Regions from separate parts of the Mus musculus genome. Here region 1 is linked to region 2. The links are chromatin contacts, called in public Hi-C maps. All regions are on one chromosome and are shown on one strand. Each heading gives the region's core, a stretch centred on a gene start, on an enhancer-like site or on the middle of the called end of the contact. The rest is flanking DNA. Distances are from core to core; before and after follow the strand shown.

Region 1 (3,299 bases), core at 757-3,256, 100 kb after region 2:
GTGTGAAAAATATAAGGGGCTTCCAGTCCCTCACTGAGGAGTATCTCTGGCCTTCACAACAATAATGCTTGGTCTTTTTCAGCATTATTGCTAGAGCAGATAAATCATTCAAATCACCACCCTAGGAAAGAACTTAGAGATGTAGATTGTCACCAGTGACCACCACCCTTAGAAAATATTTGGAAAAATAAAATTGTTTATGAAGCTAGGTTAAGATGCTTTTGCTACTGGCTCTGATGTAGACAATCTTAAACAATTTGAAGTTTAGAAAGGCACATTCTTTTTTTTTTTTTTTTGTCAATCAGTTTAATATATGTCATAGGTAGTTCATATGAATGTTTGTTACAAAATTAGCTGCCACGGTCTGATGTATGGGACTTTGAGAAATCTTATATTACTTAAACGATAACTAAGCACATAAAGTTTGATTCTAAATGTATTTTAAAGATTTGTAAAACAATGTTAAGTCTAAAATTATCTGGCCTTAAAGTGATTCAATTTTGTGTTATTTTTAATAACTTGAACTTGTGAACAGTTAAAAAAAATTACACTTGAATATCCCAGTGCATATATTTCTATTAACCTAGACAAAGCCATGTGAAAAACTCGATATAATCCCCAAGGCAACAGCACACACAGTTTTCACCACAACTCACTGTTACTTCGTCAGAACATAGAAAGCATCGACAAAACCTCACTACCCGCTCCCAACGAAAAAACAACCCTTTCCCACCCCAGCAAAAATAACCTGGTACAAGCAGAGACTTAAGAAATGCTTTCTCAGTAGGAAGCATTTATAAAATGCAGAGATCTCAACAAGCCAAATGCTTATGCACAGAGAGGAACCTCTCTCTACCATCGCTCCCGCCTCATGAGTCAGACAAAATTCTGATTCATTTAAAAAGGCTCACTTTTTAAAAGCATATTTGTGTATATCGACTGGTTATTTGTTTCAAGAAAGTACAAACCGGCCTTGTGGACGATATAAAAGCAGGCGTGGAAGCAAAGTGCACGCCTAAGACAGAGATCAGTTCCTCCATGAACACCTAACAGGCTGCAGCAAGCAAGCAAACCACTGTGACCTCACAGAGCCCAGCCACCTGACTGCTGCTGAGCGGAGGGAGCTAGGTGAAGCACTTCACTTTGTCATGCATTTCTTGCTCAAGAAAATTAAGCACATAACTACTTCAAATCCAGCACTCACAGTGTCATTAGCTCATAGTATCAGGCAATGAGAAACTGCTCCTGTACTACCTACATCTAGAATCTTCCATTGACTTACAGTATCCTAACACTGACAGATTTCCTCCTATAATACTGCCATAGCACCACCCACACACAAACCATACGCTGTACTATGCTCTAAGTCTCTGAATTCATCACCACATAGTGTTCTACATTTCACTTTTTTCACAAGTTTAATGTGGACACAGAAAAAAACAAGCAATGTTTATTGTGCAATTCCAATAGATATTAGGGTCTTGGTTTAGAGTCAGTCTCCATAGTTATTTCAACTGCCCAGTTTAAACAAAAAGCAACAACCTACCTAGAAATTTCACGATCGTTCTTCAAACATCAAAGTAACGCACTGATGATTCACATTATAATTTAAATATATTTTAAAACTACACACACTTTCTATACCGCTCCTTTTATAAAATAATCAAAATAATTTGATTATCTGGAAGGAAATAACTGAAAGAGCCCTTTCATTGTATCTATAACCTCTGTAGACCTCCAAACCAAGAGGAGAGGGTGAGATAAAGATCTCTCAGTCAGCAGAAACTCGTGACTGCTAGGTGCAGACTCGTGCTTTTCCCCGTCTCCGGTGGACGGAGAGCTAACGGCAGCAAGGGCATTCACTTTGATTTGTTTCATTTTCATTTGCTTCTTCTCCAACTTCTTTTGTTCTCTCCTCGAAGCAGCTTCTTCCAGCCTGCGCTGCTTCTCAGGGTCCTCCTAGTTCCTTCTCAGCTCTTTTCTTCTCCTCACGCTTAGACTGTCTGCTCATGTGTCCGCTTCAGAAAGTTCTCTTCCACACGAGCCCGGTTCTTACCTGCTTTTTGTCTCCCTCCTCTGTTGAGTCGGAACTTTTTGGCTTTATCGATAGAATAAATCACCATTTTCATCAGGAGTAGCAAAGACTCCATATCCTTTGGGTACGTGTTGCCTGAGCCAGGCACATTAAACGTAAACAGTCGTGTCCTCTTGCTGTCAGGCGGCTTTAAAGGCGGACCTTCCTCTTGCGTAACCTTTGGACCAGAGAACTGGTCTGAAAAATGAACAGATTCAATCTTGTCAGCATAGTGTGTAAGAACGTGAACCATCTTTAGCCTCATTCCCTCTGTGACTTCTCCCATTTCTGACAGAATGGCCAGAGTCTGGCAGTCCATACTTTGCTCCAGACTTAGTTTATCACTACAAAACTCACTCAGATCCTGCATCTCTTTCTGTAGTCGCAGCAAAGCTCTGCGAGTGCCGACAGCGAACACGTATGTGTCCATGTCCTCGTCATTCATTGTTACTTTTATTTGCACATGATCACTCACTGGCCTCATCATCCGGGCCAGGACATTATGTAAGTCTTCTCTCTCTCTCTCTCTCTCTCTCTCTCTCTCTCTCTCTCTCTCTCTCTCTCTCTCTCTCTCTCTCTGTCTCTGTCTCTCTCTCTCTCTCTGGGGGGGGGGGGGGTTGAGACAGGGTTTCTCTGTATAGCCCTGGCTGTCCTGGAACTCACTTTGTAGACCAGGCTGGCCTCGAACTCAGAAATCCACCTGCCTCTGCCTCCCGAGTACTGGGATTAAAGGCGTTCGCCACCACGCCGGGCAAGTCTTGTCTCTTAAGGAACCTCAGCTGGATAAGCATGCCTTCACAGCACACTCGGCCAGAACACCACAGGTTATAGATGTGCTCGTTCTCCTGATTCAACTTCCCTGTGTTTGTGGCTTCTTCGTTAGTCCCATCATCCCCCACTAAGGTAAAATTGCTCTCCAAAAGCTCTCTATGAGAGTTAAACCAGGCCTGAGAAAGTCGGCTGTTTTTATTCTTCCCAATGATGTAGTTCATGATATAGGCAAGCAGACCAGTCACCATCAACATTTCTAGGTAATATCTCTCCCAACTGTTCTCAAAGTGTGCAGGAACATCAACAATTGTTATTGGGTCTTTATTTTTGTTAGAAGAGGTATCTGGTTTGTCTTTGTAACCCTCAAATTCCTCATCATCATATGGCTCACTTTCTGTATCTCCCTCCTGGGTATCTGCATCTTCGAAATCACCTTCTTGGCTTTCATCCTGCC
Region 2 (3,558 bases), core at 995-3,494:
CGCAACCCTTAAAATATACCTATTACCTTACTTCAAAATGAATCCAGTCCATCATTTCTATTGTAATCTTTCAGTTAACAATCTCGGATAGCTTTCCATTACACTTATAGTAAAACCTAGTCTCCTGATTATATTGAGTGTGCACTGAGGCAGCTAATCTCTTCAATCTCATTCAAGCGTCTTCCCTGTTTTCACTTCTTTTCTCCTCAGGGCACCTGCTCATGCTCTTCCTTCTCCAGCACCACTGGTTTTTCCCAGCTCCCCAGCATCACTTGGGTATCAGTTGAAAAATTTCCCAGATACTTCCTAGAGTCCCCTCCCCATGATGCTCTAGGCGTGTACATTCTTTTGTGGCTCTTACTATAACTCAAATTGTATTTATCTAGCTCTTTGTCTTTACTAAGCACCAGAAATACCCTTATGGATCAATATAAGTTCCATGCAGTGGTGACTATTAGTTCACTGATCACTGCTTGCCTGACACCCATATTCTGTTCAGCTTAGGTAAATGCTTTGTGTTGTACTCTTTATATACTTCAGGTGAATGTCCTAGACTTATTTTTCCACTCTGCCTTTGCTTCAGCTGTACACCCTTAACCCTCACTCCATTCCACATAAAAACATTTTTCAGATTCTTTGTGATCTTATTTCCTTGATTTGTAACAAAAATTGCTGCTTTGCAAAGGATTTAGAAGAACTGATTACTAGAAAAGTGTAAGCAACTTCTAAGATGTTTCTATTATATTCTCAGATCTGTGTATTTACTTAAAAGCTGTAACTTTCTGGTCTGAACTCCTTGGTCTCTGCTTTCTCCATCTGTTTCTCATGGTTGAACACCAACACATCTGTATCAGATCCTTGAAGGAAAGGACTGTAGGTGTTGGTTTACACATTTATGCATTTACTTGGTTCTGTATTTCAAGGTGTGGATGGCTACAGATAAATAAATGCGAAATGCCTGATTCTGTAGAAACATCTTTGTACAATGAAACACCTTATACAGACAAAACACTAATGTGCCTGAGACCCTAGGTTCTATATCAGCAATGCAAACAGTAGCAACAAAACAGAAAGCAGTCAGGCTTGGCTTGGAACCTCTGCCACTTAATATCTAAGGTTCCATTCCTTGATTTATATGAAAGAACAATAGCTATTGTAACTGATGTGAGAAAAAGAGCACTGCTAATGCATTCAGCGGGTCTCTACATGCCAGGTGCTACATGAAGCTCTGAGGATACAGCAGGGAAACAGATGAAAACTCCTGTCTTCACGGGGATTACATTCTAGGGAAGGCAGAGAAGAAATGAAATGGGGCATACACAGTCTATTAGATGGTGCCACATGATAACGACAATTTCCAGCGAGGAAGAGGCATGTAGGTATGTGGGAGGAGAGGCTACGTTTGGGACAGGGTATTTGTGAAGGTGGTAATTGAAAAAAGCAAGGGAGGGATGGGTACAAATTAAGGATATTTGAGGAAGGAACATTCTAGCAGAACCAACTGTAACTGCCAAAACTCTTATCAGAAATGTGTCCATCTTTAGACATAAAGCATGGTCTCCCAAATTATCAGTCAAACACATCTAAAGGTATCAAATAGTAATCTTTGAGGCTTGTTCTTAGGAACTTGTTTCAACCAGTTAGCTGTATGCAGGTGCCAGGGTGATCTAGAGGGCCGTAGCAGGTGTGGTGCGGCAGGCGCAGCCTTGGCTTTACTGTATGTACCCTGTGGAAAACATATTTTTTCCCCTTTTAAAAAGAGGCCATGTTGAAAAGGCTGCAGAGACTAGGGAAGCAAAGCGATGGCTGTATCCATGAGAAGCTGGTACTCGAGACTGAGTGAGGACAAGAGAGGAAGCAATGAACAGTGGAGTATGGATAATTTCAACATTGGAGCCGACAGAATTTGCTGACGAGTTAAATGTGAGGTATGAAGAGTGATTATTTCATGATGGCTTCAAGAAAGCTCAGTAAACGCTGCACTAGGAAAAAAAAAAAAAAAGATACTGTAATCACTCAAACCTTGGAAAGCAGGGGAGGAAACCTATTGGATGTATGTGGCCTGGATCTTATGTGCTGAGCCACTCCCTTAATCTTTTGCAAGAAATAGAAAAGGTTTTCAGAAGGGAAAATAGAAAGCTGAACCCTGGCACTTACTGCTGCTTCTCCTCTCCCTCCATGGCCCCCTCCAGCCTGCCACGTGGCAGCTAGGAGTGTCAAGAGAGAACACTGACCTATTCTTGCTAGAAAGGGGCTCCAGAGCGCTGCCACTGTGACTCCAGCGTTGCTAGGCGACTGAGAGCTCAGGAAGAAAAACACAAGCGACTGGGGACTGTGCGCAAGCGCAGTAAGTGTGCTCTGTTGGGCTTTCGCAGCTGGGTGTGGCTTGCTTCAATCCGGGAGGGAAAGAGTCCCTTGGTTTTTAACTACAGCCTTAGGTTGGACAGTGAGTTTGAAGTTGTAGAGCCCTAAACCTAGTGGGGAATCAGCCCAAAACCTAGTGGGGAGCCAGCCCTGTTGGGTTTGAGGAGTGAGCAAGGAAGGCTTCCAGGTCTCCCCCGCTGCCCGTGGAAACCTGTTTTCCATGAGCACTTCAGAGCTGTGCAAGTCCCGATTCTCATGGGGAAGCTTGGCTATCACTTTTTGACAGAATCTGAAGCTTTAAAATAGAACAAAGGAACGCTGCTCTGCAAATGAGGCTACCTGTAGTTTGTGCATCTGCCCTGTCTGAGCGAGGGTTCAGGAGACTGCAGGTTTAGGCAGACTCCCAGCTTGCATGGCTGCACTTTTCCAAAAGCCCAAGCTCCAGGGAAAAGACCTGGACGATCATCTAGCACCTTGAGCCTGGAAATTTTTACTCCATTTTCCAGTTTCCACTACCAGAGCCAAATGCCCTTGGCACGTGTGATAACTAAACCGTTTTTCTGTATAGGAAAGGAAATGGGGTTAGAGATGTTTCTATTGAACTGAACTCTGCTGTGTATGAGGAATGTGCATAAGCATGGGAAGCCAAAGTCATTTTGTAAATTTATATTCGCGTGGGACAGATGTGGGGTAGTGGAGGCTGGCCTTTTACTCAGGTCCTAAAGTCCTGTTAGGGAGAAGAGATTGTGGATACATTTGACATCCAGCAACCTACATACTTGAGTGTGGACTGTATGTGTCTCTGAATAGGGAGTTATGGGTCACCAAATATGAGGGAAATGGCTTGGAGAACCAGAAAGCTAGGAAGGGAGGGGATGGCATGCATGTTTGCTGAGCCAAGCATTCATTGGACCCACTATCCACAGGGAGAAACGTAGTTGAATCCTAACCATCAAACTGATTATGCACATAGGCCCTGGGAGCAACTGGTGTTTGCCTTGTGGATTCACCTCTTGCTAGCTTGTACATAAGGGAGACATTTAGTATCTCAGAGCCTAAAATTCTTCATTCACAAAATCTGAAAATGCCTAGTGAACTGGCTGGCTTGGTGGTTAACTTTACGTAAGCTAGAGTCATTAGACAGGGAGGAGCCTCAGTTGAAATGCTTCCATGAGATCCAGCTATAAGGCATTT

What was found. A called contact is a pair of places that touch in the nucleus more often than the background predicts.
Region 1: a Hi-C map of uterus shows a contact between it and region 2, with 1.7 times the contacts expected there. The contact joins the enhancer-like site here to the promoter of 4930505A04Rik in region 2. A contact is called at or near these places in 3 of 484 Hi-C or Micro-C datasets (all in uterus), 1 of 115 datasets of contacts at active chromatin or transcription factors (embryonic stem cells) and 1 of 9 other capture datasets (adipose tissue).

The regions. Positions count from the first base shown.
Region 1 is chr11:30,570,940-30,574,238 of GRCm38.p6, forward strand. All of the region lies in intron 3 of Acyp2 (acylphosphatase 2, muscle type), which reads right to left. It also overlaps the pseudogene Gm12097. Among named protein-coding and RNA genes, the nearest start is that of Acyp2, 77 kb to the right of the region's middle. Within about 2 kb of position 2,007, at least 8 of the 459 cell types and tissues checked have an H3K27ac peak or open chromatin away from gene starts, as enhancers often do. A contact at or near this core is called in adipose tissue and uterus, where this site is marked.
Region 2 is chr11:30,469,585-30,473,142 of GRCm38.p6, forward strand. 4930505A04Rik (RIKEN cDNA 4930505A04 gene) reads right to left here and starts at 2,245. Exons shown (of 5, transcript NM_001100394.1): 1 at 2,158-2,245. The coding sequence starts at 2,180.